4 separate regions of the Mus musculus genome follow, and all the other regions are linked to region 1. A link is a contact called in public HiChIP or PLAC-seq data. All regions are on one chromosome and are shown on one strand. Each heading gives the region's core, a stretch centred on a gene start, on an enhancer-like site or on the middle of the called end of the contact. The rest is flanking DNA. Distances are from core to core; before and after follow the strand shown.

Region 1 (3,284 bases), core at 263-2,762:
CACATCCAATGATCATCATAGTTCTCTTCTGCCTCTTCTTGGAGGCAGGGAGTTGCCTGGCGGCCAGTGACATAGGGTGGCAAAACTGTTCAGCCTGGGACAAAGCCCTGAAGCCAGAGGAACTCCAACAGGAGCTGAGCAGCCTGGGCAGCCTGCAGAGGTATCCGCACAGCCTTTCCCATGGGGGCCTTAATTAACAGCACAGGCAAAAGCTGTAGGACGATGACTCCCTGAGCCTCAGTTTCTTCTTCTGGTGTACATTCTCATGGGCTACCATGAGCATGGCATGAGCTGACATGTACACGTGATTCAGCCCAGGGGCTGACACGGAAGGGACGTATGGCAAGCCTGCACCACTAACAGGTATGCTGGATGACTGTTCCCGTCAATCAGGCAGATAAAAAGCAGTTTTACCGTGGGCTTGGATGAGAGCTTGCCCGGGAGCACGTGTAATAGATGCCGAGAAAAACAGGGTGTCCTCACAGCTACACCTAACCTGCCTGGTTCGAATCCCAGGTCTGCCTCTGTCCAACCACAGGACACTGGACAGGAACCTCCTGCCCTGAACCCACGCCCCATAAAGACAAGACAGCTGCCTGTGGGCTGAGGGATAATACACCACTGATGCCTTGTAGCAAGTGTCACCAGCCACTCCACGCGGAGTGATAGAAAAGTTCCCTCAAAGAGGGGAGTTGAGAGAAATTGCTAGACAGGCCAAGAGAGGCAAGGGTGACAAAGTACTTTGGGTGTAAGGAAGAACAAAGACTCCAGAGCTCAGTGGAGTTACACAGGCATGTTAGGCCAGCATCAGGAAGCTGAGGCAGGAGGATCGCAAGTGCAAGGCTAGCCTGGGCTATAAGACATGACCCTCTCAAAATAGAACAAAACAAAAACCAAAACAAACCAAACAAACAGAAACAGGCTCTAGGCCTGGCACTGGGGAACACTGGCAACCAAGATGACTGAGGCAGGTCCGTAAGAGCCAACCACGGGGCTGGAGCAATGGCTCAGATGTTGATTCCTGGCACCCATATCAGCTGACTCACAATTGTCTGTAGCTCCAACTTCAGGGGATCCCACACTCTCTCTAGTCTTCACAGACACCCACAAAAACGTGCACATACACACATGCAAATAAAATGAACCTTAAGAGACAAAAACAAAAACAACTAAGAACACAGGTGCCACACGAAGCTGTATCTCTGTGTTCACTGAGCCCTGCCCCCCACAGTACCTCCATCAAACACAGCTGGTATTTGAGGCTCAGAAGGGCTAAGCAACTTGCCCAAAGCCACACAGCTCACAGGTGATGAGGCTGGCATGTGCAGGGGCTGCCTGAACAAAGAAGGTAGGGTTCAGAACTCATCTATCATGGGGTGGGCCAGCCAACTCTACATCTTCTCTGTGTCTCTCTGTGGAGGAGAGCCAAAAACATCCACACCTACTGAGCCTTGAGCCCTGAGGCACTAGGCCTGCACAGGCAGCAGGGAGCTACAGCCCCCTAGAGGTTGCCGCTCAGCTAGGAAAGCAATCGGGCTCCCTGGGCCTCAGAGACCCAGTGGTTTTTAACGCCACAGCTCTGGGTGCTGCAGGTGTGAAACCCAAGAGAGCATTTCACTCTTTCCCTGAATCAGTCAACATGAAACCAGCCAGTGTCTCTGGAGAAAAGCTGTAACTGCCATCTCTAAAATCCTGACTTAGTCAATGCTCGGAACACAGACTGAGTGCCCCTAAGAACCGCTCTCTTGGGGCTAGAGAGAGAGCCCAGACGTGAGAGCTCTTGCGAGCTCTAACAGAGGACCCGAGTTCAGTTCCCTGCAAGCTCAGCTCTAGCTTGGAACTCTAGCTCCAGGGGGATCTGATATCTTTGGCCATAGCAAGCACACATCTGCAGTTAAGCGCTCGTGCTCTCTCTCTCTCTCTCTCTCTCTCTCTCTCTCTCTCTCTGTCTCTCTCTCTGTCTCTCTCTCTCTCTCTCTCTCTCACACACACACACACACCTCTCTCTCTGTCTCTCTCTCTCTGTCTCTCTCTCTCTCTCTCACACACACACACACACACACACACACACACATACACACACACACACACACTTTAGCCCACACTCAGGAAGCAGGGGCAGAACTGCATCCAGTTCCAGGCCAGCCTGGACTACATAGCACGACTCCAGGGAAACAACGCCATATGCACTCTAGGTGGACGTGATGGCCCACACTCGGAAGGAAACCCAGCACTTGGAGGGGAAGGTACGAGGATCAGAGTTTTCAGGGTTGCCCAGGATGAGATCTTGTCTCAAAACCCAAACAAAAGCCGGGCAGTGGTGGCGCACACCTTTGATCCCAGTACTTGGGAGGCAGAGAGGCAGGGAGATTTCTGAGTTTGAGGCCAGCCTGGTCTACAGAGTGAGTTCCAGGACAGCCAGGGCTATAGAGAAACCCTGTCTCTAAAAACAAAAACAAACAAACAAAATAATCTCTCTTTAACCCTTGCCAGCACTATGTAAGGGAAGTATTTCTGGTTTTGCCCAAGGAAATCTAAAGTGTACAATCCCAAACTGAGGAACCAGCAGGTCAGCCAGCCAAAACAAGCTGCAGGCGTGGGGCCTGGTGGTGCCCACCAGCCAGCTCCTCCACTGATTTCACCCCTCCATCTCCTACAAGAAAAACTAGTGTGAATAGACCCTTTGTTCCTTGCACTGTCTGTCAAACAAAGCTGCTCGGGTGACTGGAACACTTCTGCTCCATGAGACAGTCTTCTCTCTCCTAGAATCAAAACGCCTCCCAGGTAAGACCCTTACACTGAGTTAGTGAGGGGCGGAGCGCACCTGCCTAGCACCCGCGAGGTCCATGGCTCTCTCCCCAGCACTGAAGGCAACCTGAAACAAAACCAAGGCATGCTGGTACACAAGGGAAGTGAAGACAGGAAGATGACAAGTTCAAAGCCAGTCTCAGTTCAAGGCTAACCTAGGCTACTAGAGACCCTGCCTTAAAAGAAAAAGAAAACAAAAGCCAGAGAGAAGTTTCATCTGGCAAAGGCCACCAATTCTGATGGCCTGAAGTTTGATCATTTGACCTCTGGGACCCCAAAGCTGACCTCTGACCTGTGAACATTCACAGTGGCATGCACGTGCCATCTCCTCCTCAAAAAAGACGTTTCTTCTTAGGTCAACAATACTGTATTCCAAAACAAAATTCATGAGTGTTGTGGTGCACACCTTTAATATCAGCTCTCGGGACGCAGAGAGGAGGATCAGAGGCCAAGCAAGGACTGCACCATGGGATGCA
Region 2 (2,943 bases), core at 435-2,934, 1.7 Mb after region 1:
GAGGGGCGCAGCTTGGAGGAGTACCTCCAAAGAGGGAGAAGAAACTGGGCTGGAGGAGTTCCTGTAGTGTTTGCCCCTGGGTGAAGAGGGACCTTTGGATCCGGGATCCAAAAACCCGGATTTCCTGTCAGGAGCGTTAAACCTGGACTCCAGGTACCTTAATTTTTTTTTTTTTTTTAAGGGCAGAGCTTAAGAAGGGCTCAGCAAAGAAGCAAGATTGGAAAAATGGAAGTGTCTCAGATGGGAGGAAGCCACCACGTTTAGGGGCATTTCTTAGTCTCTTAAGTCATTTCACTGCCTGCCCTTGCCTTGAATACAGACTCCCAGCTCAGGGTGCCCATATCAGAGGGCTTGCTGCTAAATGGGCAAAACTAACTTCATGTCCCACAACATTGGAAGAACAGGAAGCTAAGGACATAGGGGTCTTGCCGAGGTCAGCCCGCCTTCACATGTTCCTCCTTGTGCCTCCAGGGGTTTGGCACCCGTCTGGGCACGGCGCCTGGCACGGGCGAGTTGGGGCTGGGCCGGGAGAGAGTGAAGGAAGGAGGGAGGAAGGGGCGGAGAGAGGGAGTGGTAGCGGGCGGGGGCTCGGGCGGGAGATGAGCTCACGCCGGCCGGGTTGGGCTGGCTGGGGGCCAGCCTGGGCGAGTTCTCGGCGCCAGGGGCCCCACTCCCCATTCCGGAGGGCGTAAGGGGTGAGAAGCAATGAAAACCCGACCCCCAAGTCCATCCCCACACTCTGGGCTAGCAGGTGGCGCACCCTCCTGACCTCACCTGAACCCCAGAATGCTCCCCTTGTCTAGAGGAAGCTGAAGCGCAAGCCGGTCCCTTCCTCCCCCAGGGGGCGCCCTTTCCTCAGGCCTCCTATCTGGATATCTGTCGCACGTGGAACCGCTGTAACTCAGGTCTTGCCGAAAGGCACCCCGTCTTTCCTGGGTCCCCTCCCGCTTAGCTCTTCATCACAAGCAGTCCCATGCCAGACTTTCCTAGTCTTCCCCCACTCAAAGACAGACCTAGAAACTTGAGATATGCCCCACCACCCCATGCGACTCTGAAACACTCCTTGCTGACCCACTACGCACAGTCTGCGAATTTGGGCCCCATCTCAAAAGTTCCCAGATCCTAAGATCCTCGCCTTGACTGAAAGGGATGAAAGCTAGTCTCAGTCCGTTCACGTGGGACACCACAGTTCCAAAAACACTCAATGCTCCTGAAATCAGCGCCCTGGAGATCCACTCCCCAAATAAGGAATTCAGAGCCCCCTTCCTCAAAGACCCCACGGAGTCCCCAGCATTTCTGTACATGGAATCTGGGCTCCTGCTCCCTAAGGCATTGTCTCCAGGGTCCTCCCTCCGGGCACTCCTCCCTTGGGAGCACCATCCCGCACTCACAGGCGCGGAAGCCGGGTCCCCCCGGGGCCGCCCCGCCGGGCGCGCCGCTGTCCACGCTGGTGGCGTTGCGGGGCGCGCAGGTCGGGGTACAGCGGGAGCCAGTGGGCCCGTGGATGCAACGCAGGCCGCACACAGCGGGGGTGAAGCGCACGCGAAGACGCTCTCGGGGTCGGCCCAGTACGGGCTGCGGCCCCAGCTGCGCCAGCAGCACCAATAGCGACACCCAGAGCAGCTGCGCGCCGCCCGCCATGGCTGCAGCGCCGCGCTCCACCGCGCCGCCGCCCCAGCCCGCCCGAGGGGCCCGGCCGCGCCCGCCCGCTCGCCCGCCCGCCCGCGGGGGAGGGCGGCCGCGCCCCCGCTCAGCCCCCCCTCCCCATCGCTCCCTCCCGGGCGGCCGCGCGGGGGCGCGTGGGGCTGGGCGCTTAGCCAGAGGCGCGAAGGCTGGGCGCTAGACTCGCAGGGGGGAGGGGAGGGCGCCCCCTCTGCTCCCACCCGTGCTCCAACAAGTGGATGGGGCCTATGGGGAGTAGCAGGGAAGGGAACAGGTGGGGGCGGGCGGGTTTGCTCCCAGAGAGAGTTGAATCCATTGAGAGGAAATCCATTAGAGTAATGGGGGCCGCATTTGGGGAGCCAGCTGAAGACTGATCCTCTGACCAGGCACGGGGGTAGGGGGTGGGGGGGAAGAGGCTTCATCTAGATAGAGGACAAGGATGGCACATTTGGGCAGCAAGATGGTACATCTGTGGGTGACGAGAAGGGTCGGTGTACAGGACACATAAAGGAATTAGAGGAGCTGAATTCTGGAGAGGAGACTAAGGCGCTTACACCTGAAGACGCCACAGCACACCAAGACTCTCTACACCTGGTGGGAGAGGTCAGAATGAATAAAGCTGTGGGCGGGGGTCCTCACATCTGGCCTGGGGCACACATCTGGAAAACCTTAGGAAGGAGGGGGATGCATCTGGGCTGAAGGCCACACAGCAGGAGAGGGCTTCTGAGGGTAGTTGAGTCTATAGAGTGCTCTAATCTGGGGTACCGGGCTGTAGTAAAAGTAGGGTCAAGGGACGGTCTGGCATGTAAGAGGGAAAGGTCTTTGGCCCCCAGCCGTCCCGCAATCTTGGGCATTTTGTGCCGGGGCAGGCGCCAACCCGCACAATCGCTTTTGTTGTCTGGACTGGTTCAGCCTCGCTCTCTGCTGGGCGAGTTGCCCCCCTCTTCAGCCACGGGAGCCCGGACGCCTGGCTTCCCGGCCCCACCCTGATGGGTCAGCGCCTTTGGCCTGCGTCTAGTTCTGTCCCTGGCTCACCTCATACTGCCGGACGCAGGGGTCCCTAGAGGTGGCCGCATCCTGGGGAGTGGGGTGGACCAAGCTACAATAGGGGACTGGTAGGCGGCGGCAGCACCGTGGGAACCAGACGGCTTTATCTGGCCCGGAACCACCCCCCTCCACCCCCTACACGGAGGAAGGGCGGATGTTCTTACCCCGGGCCTGGCCGGCAGGGGCGCGATGTGGGGGCCTTCTTTTCAGCAATGCCCGGGCCCACGGCCCTCG
Region 3 (3,387 bases), core at 252-2,751, 1.8 Mb after region 1:
CAGTTCAGGCACCCAGCACACCTTAAACAGAAAGGGCTTGGTGGAAGATAGATGTATATCCAACCTGAAGCCTGCATTAGTAAGAGTGTGCCTACGGAAGGTTCCAGAATAGGGTAGCGTTTCTGGCTAAAAAAAAAAAAAAACATGAGCAAGGGACAGAGAAGCATATGGCTCCATTGACAAACTACACGTGGTCCCTGCAGTTAGTGATGCCAGGCATGTCATCCCAGCACTTGGAAGACGGAGGCAGCAAGAGTAACAGTCCTAGACCATGTTTTCAGTAACAGGGAAATAACAGCAATATTACTAATAGTAATACTGCCACTACAGTGAAGTAGAGATGGCCAGAACTAGGGAGGTCTGCGAAGCCTGAGTTGTCCAGACTGACAAGATGGCTCAGCAGTTACGGGTGCTTGCCGCCAAGCCTAATGACCTGAGTTCAATCCCCAGGCCCCACATGATAGAGGGAGCGAACCAACTCCTGTGAATTGTCTCCTGACTTGGACATATGTGCTGCACTACCTGCATGCCATGAGTGAATAAATGTAATGTGATCGAGAAGAAGTAGCTCAGAGAAAGCCAGGCTTTGCAGGCCATGTCGACTTACAACTGCAATCCCAGCACTCGAGCTGCTGAGACAGGAGGATCGGCGTAATTTTGAACCCAGTGTAGGCTATTGACTCAAAAAGAAAAAAACAAAAAACAACAACAACAAAAAAAAACATTGCAAAGGAAGTAGGGGTGGAGGCATGGGCTCCTGGAGATTTTTTTAGAATTGTTTTTATTATTTTTTGTGTATGGATGTTTTGTCTGCATGTATGTCTGTGCATGCCTGGTATCCAATGAGGTCAGAGGGTGTTCAATCCCCTGGAACTGGTTTTAGAGATAGCCTTGAATCAACATATGTGTCCTGGCAATTGAACCTAGGACCTCTAGAAGAGCAGTCAGTGCTCTAAACTTCTAAGTCATCTCTTTAGCCTCATAAAGAATTGTTTTGTTTTTTGTTTTGTTTTGTTTTGTTTTGTTGGGTTCTAGGGGTGTTTTTGTTTTTTTGTTTTTTTGTGTTTTTGTTTTTGTTTTTTTGTTTGTTTTTTGTTTTTTGAAACAAGGTCTCACACAGCCCAGGCTGGCTTCCAACTCTATGTAGCCAAGGATGACCTGATTTTCCTGGCTAGCACAGTGCCCAATCACTAGAATTACAGGTACATAGCGTGTCTGGCTTAGGTTTTACTTTCTAAAGCTTCTGGACGTGAAGCCTAAGAGAGCAGGGATATGGGGTGGACAGAAAAGGAGAGAGGACCCTCCCTCCAGCTAGGTCCTGGGTGAATAGTCTGTGGGGCAGGAGGAAGCTCAGGCCATAACTAAAGTGATGGTTGGGCTTTACTGAGGGGGGGGGGCACTGGAGGATTGCCAGTTTAGGATGGAGAAGAAAGGGGAGGAAGTGCCCTACACTGGCAGTCCAGGTGGCACAGGCCCTGTAATCCCAGATCCCGGCAGATGGACGTTAGAAGGAATCTGAGCTGCAGAGTGAGGTCAAGGCCAGCCTTGAGTGCACTGAGATGCAGCCTCAAAGAAAACAGGAAAGGAGAGCTGCAGATGTGCCTCAGCCTTTGAGAACACTGCTGTGCTTCCAAAGGCTCCACATGGGGGCTCACGACTTCAGTCCCAGGGGATCCAAAGTCTTCTTTGTGCACCAGCCGGCCAAGTAGTGCAGACATAAACATGGGCAAAACACTGAGACACACACACACACACACACACATATATATATATTTAATTTTTTTGCTGGGAGGTGCTGGTGCACACCTTTGATCCCAGCACTTGGGAGGCAGAGGCAGGCCGATTTCTGAGTTTGAGGCGAGCCTGGTCTGCAGAGTGAGTTCTAGGACAGCTAAGGCTACACAGAAAAATCTTGTTTGTCTGTCCCTTCAACTACCCCCCCCCAAAAAAAAACCCACCACCACCACACATAACCTTCCCTCAAATAAACAACAAAAGCCCCATAGAGGCACGCACACTGCAGCCCCTCAGGAAGGCCAAATTTTCACAGAGGAGAGAAGCAGCTTTGTCCAGGAGGTTTGTGGCTGTTCTGGGTTTGAACCTGTCTGCCATCTTCCTGATATTCATTGTGTGGCCACAGGACTTCCCGCTGGGTACAGAGATGGGGTACGTACCTGGGAAAAGGAGGTGGAGGTGGGATTGGCAGTGTGTGCCTGGGCCCCACCTCACTGGTTAGAAGGAGTGGTTTTTTTCCCCCTAATACCAGGGATTGAATCCAGGGTTTTGTATGAGATAGGCACACACCCACACTCTACCACCCTATCCTTTGAGACAGGATCTTATGTAACTACCACATCCAGGTCAGGTGGGAGATTTTGGGGTTTTGTTTTGTTGCCGTGTACCTGTACTCAAGTGCATATACACATACCAGTCAGAGGACAGCTTGTAGGTTCTTTCCTTCTTTCTTCCTTCCTTCCTTCCTTCCTTCCTTCCTTTCTTTCTTTCTTTCTTTCTTTCTTTCAGATTTACTTATTTTTTTTTTTTTTTTTTTTATTGCACATCACTCCTTTATTATACTGATCTGGAAAGAGACTTAGTTGTTACGCCCAAACGAGCTCTGAACCCACACGGTAGGGTCAAGCAGCTGGAACATGATTCAGACAGTGAAAGACAAAAACTCGGACATGATCCAGGGGTACTTCACCTCTACAAAACAAGGCCAAGGGATCCAAACACAGCAAGAGGTACAAGGAGTTTATCCCACTGATATGAGGAATGGCTTATTTTCTGGTGACCACACAGGACTGTTTCAAATGTCACTAGCAACCTCAGAGTTGCTTTTGTGTGCTGATAATATGTATATATACTTTTTTTTGTAAAAGTAAGTGTAACATAGACTTGACAAGATTGATCCCAACCTTCTAGGGCCAGCAGCTCCTTTAGGGTCAGAGAGAAATTAGGGTTAAAAATCACCATGAGGTTACTTCCACTCTCCACTGGAATGACTATGCCCCCAGTTACCTAACTGCAGGAAGAGTGCAGGACAGGTTCCAGGGACAAAACTGGACTGCAGCTTTTCATTGGTCACACCACAGCACAGTTCCTCCCTGAATTCTTCCTAAGCAGACCCTTAGTAAACAAAGACCTAAGAAAAACTATAGTTACTATCTCTCAACTCTCCTGGTACAGGGAGCTGTCCCTCGATGTGGTCCGAGAACCTGCACCCCCAAAGGCGTTATTCTGACTAGATTCTATGAAGGGAGTGGGTGCAGGGGATAAAATACTACAATGAAAACGGGAGCCACAGGCCCCCATCTGCAGCTACAACTTAAACTTAAAATCCTAAAGACATAGTCAGTGTGGCAGGTGCTGGGGAGGGTGCAGGAG
Region 4 (2,919 bases), core at 95-2,594, 1.8 Mb after region 1:
CCGCACGCCCCCGGGACCCCTCCCGCACGCCGCCCCGCCGCCCGCGCTGTCACACACCGGGCCACGCGTGTGATGCACAGCCGCGCTCGCGAGCGCTCGAGGCAGCGTCACACACTCCCACACTGCCACTCACACACCGGGCCCCTGGCAACGTCATACACACTCTCTCCACATGCACACTCTCATGGTGTCACTCCTTCGTAAGGGGTCAGTCAGGGTCAAACCTTCTAACTGTCTGTCACACGCAGTCACTTGCAATGTTTTCCTCTCTGGAATGTGTCCTGCAGGGTCATTCACTGTGACACACTCTGATATAGCCACCACTGACAGTGACACTCAGATATCACCAGTAGTTACCAATACAGTAAATAGTGCCCTGCAGGATCGTACATACATTGTTACTCAAATACTGCCACCACCACAATAAGGGTCACATGAAATCACTTGAACAGTATCACAGGATGGAATAGTGCTCTGCAGGACCACGCACTGTGACACACTCACATACAGCCACCACCACCAATAGCACATACAGTCAGGCATGTCACACACCTCCAAGGTGTCACAGAGTATCTACGCTCACACAACACAAAGTTCACAATCGCATAGTCTTACACGCTTAAAATGTCACACCAGTTGCCTAGGCACAAAAGATGACACACCCTGTGTTGCTACACACCCATACATCAGAGCCTCAACAAGACACAAAAGGAATCTCAGTTGATGTCACACACAGTCACACATAAATGGGATCATATCACGCACCCATGTGGTGTCCCAAACCTTCCCAATCCGAAAGTATCACACTCCATTACAGCTTACCATATCACACAGGCTGAGTACCCCTCACAGTATCACCCCCATGGACGCCAAATAACATTAATGATCTCTATACACAACTCACATTGCAACACAAGGAATGAAACCGGGTGTCGCCCACAACCATGCTGTCCCTTGTGGTCACTGAGGGTCACACAGGCACAAAATCACCCCACACACCCCTCTTGCTTGTTGGGAGGACGCTTTGGTAGAGGGAAGTACCATCTCAGAGCCTGTCTGTAAGGGGGCGTGAGCAAAGAGAGCACGGTGGGCGTAACGCCCCGGCCGGCCCCGCCCCGCTCAGCCCCGCCCACTAAGGGTGGCTGTCTCTAGTAGGCAGAGCGCTAAGTGACAAACTGCTCTAGCACCGCCCACTCCCTTCCCTAGAAGGGGCGTGGCTTCTACGTCTAAGCGCCTATCGGAGAAGGGGCTCTGGAAATGCAATTTGACTCCTCCGCCTACTCATGCTCTTTCCAGCGGGAGGCGTGGTCGCCTCGGTCCCGCCCTTTGAACCCAAATTAGGAGGGTGAGGCGGAGGCTGGAACCTTGTCTGGTCCCGCCCCCTCCTTCTGGGTCGAGGAGGACCCGCAGCGCGCCTCCTCGCAGCCACTGTGTTCCCGCGCGTCCTCGGAGTTCTCAGCTTTTCCGGCCCTGGACCCCGCAGCATGACTGTCAAGAAGATCGCGATCTTCGGTGCCACCGGCAGGACCGGGCTCACCACACTGGCGCAGGCGGTGCAAGCAGGCAGGAGCCGGGGCGGGTGGGGGAAGTCATGAACACCGGGCGGAGTTTTGGGAAAAGTCGTCCTGGGGGCCGGGCGGAGACCACACGGGGCGGTGTGTGCCCCAGCCTGTGGGCCAGCAAGTGGTCACGGGGGCACAAATGGAGGACTCTGACATTCAGCGTTATGTGGGTTCAAGGCGTAAAGGAATTAACTGTGGGAACCTGGAGGACTCCTCTGACAGTTCTATGCAAACCAGGGGTTCTTATGAAATGTCGTAACTGTGGTGGTGGTCCTAGTTAGCACACCCAGAAAGGGTTTTCTGAGCCAGGACTAGCTTGGCATCCAGCCAGCCGGGCCATCTCCTTACACGTGTTAAAATTCTGGTGACCCTCATTTGGAATGGGAACTAGTGTGTTACCCCACTTGACACATAAGAAAACTGAGGCGGAGAGGACTTGCTGGTACATGGCTGTGTCGGGATTTGAACTCCGGTCCGTGGTCTTAAGCACTAAAAAACTGTCTGCAGGCTCATAGTTTGGTCACTGGAACAGAAAATCGAAAAGGTTAGGCAGCAACTTACTTCAAAGAGAATGGAGGTGATCACCCTATAAGAGAGGGGCAGTCCAAGAACTGAAGTCCTGGGAAGGACATTGAGCTTTGGGGCCTCCCGAGGGGAGGGCGCAGGATCCCCCATCATCCCCTGGCTCCTCAGTCTAGAAGTTAACTCTGGACCAGACGTGAAAGTTCCAGATAAAGAGCCACACCCTTGCTAGCCTTGGCGATTCTTAAGATATTGACTATCAGAGTGCCCCAAAAGGGTGGAGGCCACAAAGAGCCCAGTCCCTGCTGGTTCCCAGCACAGCTCCTGCTTTGGGTGAGGCTTTTTCTAGAAGTTCCATCCCCCCGCCCCCCATGGGCTATCCTTTCCCCCAGGGACTTAATGAGGGCCTTAATTCGTGGCAAAGGAGAGCGCCCTGGGCCTCCCAGAGAAAACAAACTACAGGCTGGCTGTGGTGGTGTAGACCTGTAATTTCCCCCACCCCTGGAGAGGCAGAGGTAGGAGACTCAGGAGATCAAACCTATCCTTGGCTGCGCAGCAAGTTCAAGGCCATCGTGGGCAACCTTAGACCCTATGTCAAAACAACAAAACAAAAGCAAGCTGCTGATAAATCATTTCTAGGGAGGAACAGGGAAAGGAAGAGAGAAGTTGACAAATGCTGTGTCACCATGAATTTGTGGAGTATCCTGTTAAATACCTTAATCCCCAATACCACTGTTTACTGATGGCTCTCCCTGCTGGTCACAGTCGGAACTACACGAAGGATTTCCGGGAGGCCTGGCCTTTTTCTCCCTGTGGCTCAGAAAAACCTGTCAGA

What was found. HiChIP or PLAC-seq counts read pairs in DNA pulled down with a chosen protein or histone mark.
Region 2: an H3K27ac HiChIP or PLAC-seq map of large pre-B cells shows a contact between it and region 1, with 2.9 times the contacts expected there. The contact joins the promoter of Ltbp4 here to the enhancer-like site in region 1. A contact is called at or near these places in 3 of 39 promoter capture datasets (cranial neural crest, embryonic stem cells and second pharyngeal arch cranial neural crest), 4 of 115 datasets of contacts at active chromatin or transcription factors (embryonic stem cells and large pre-B cells) and 2 of 9 other capture datasets (adipose tissue and macrophages).
Region 3: an H3K27ac HiChIP or PLAC-seq map of large pre-B cells shows a contact between it and region 1, with 3 times the contacts expected there. The contact joins two enhancer-like sites. A contact is called at or near these places in 2 of 39 promoter capture datasets (embryonic stem cells and frontonasal cranial neural crest), 1 of 484 Hi-C or Micro-C datasets (B cells) and 4 of 115 datasets of contacts at active chromatin or transcription factors (astrocytes, bone marrow-derived macrophages, embryonic stem cells and 1 more).
Region 4: a contact with region 1 is called in an H3K4me3 HiChIP or PLAC-seq map of bone marrow-derived macrophages, with 3 times the contacts expected there. The contact joins the promoter of Blvrb here to the enhancer-like site in region 1. A contact is called at or near these places in 1 of 39 promoter capture datasets (embryonic stem cells), 4 of 115 datasets of contacts at active chromatin or transcription factors (astrocytes, bone marrow-derived macrophages, embryonic stem cells and 1 more) and 1 of 9 other capture datasets (macrophages).

Annotation. Positions count from the first base shown.
Region 1 is chr7:25,646,404-25,649,687 of GRCm38.p6, forward strand. All of the region lies in intron 1 of Bckdha (branched chain ketoacid dehydrogenase E1, alpha polypeptide), which reads right to left. Among named protein-coding and RNA genes, the nearest start is that of Bckdha, 11 kb to the right of the region's middle. Within about 2 kb of position 1,513, at least 55 of the 459 cell types and tissues checked have an H3K27ac peak or open chromatin away from gene starts, as enhancers often do. A contact at or near this core is called in bone marrow-derived macrophages, where this site is marked.
Region 2 is chr7:27,331,964-27,334,906 of GRCm38.p6, forward strand. It overlaps Ltbp4 (latent transforming growth factor beta binding protein 4), which reads right to left and starts at 1,685. Exons shown (of 30, transcript NM_001113549.1): 1 at 1,392-1,685. The coding sequence starts at 1,641. All of the region lies in intron 1 of Gm30543 (a long non-coding RNA gene), which reads left to right.
Region 3 is chr7:27,466,335-27,469,721 of GRCm38.p6, forward strand. It overlaps the pseudogene Pgam1-ps2. Among named protein-coding and RNA genes, the nearest start is that of Sertad3, 5.8 kb to the right of the region's middle. Within about 2 kb of position 1,502, at least 15 of the 459 cell types and tissues checked have an H3K27ac peak or open chromatin away from gene starts, as enhancers often do.
Region 4 is chr7:27,446,634-27,449,552 of GRCm38.p6, forward strand. It overlaps Blvrb (biliverdin reductase B (flavin reductase (NADPH))), which reads left to right and starts at 1,345. Exons shown (of 5, transcript NM_144923.3): 1 at 1,345-1,563. The coding sequence starts at 1,485. It also overlaps a transcript of Sptbn4 not described here.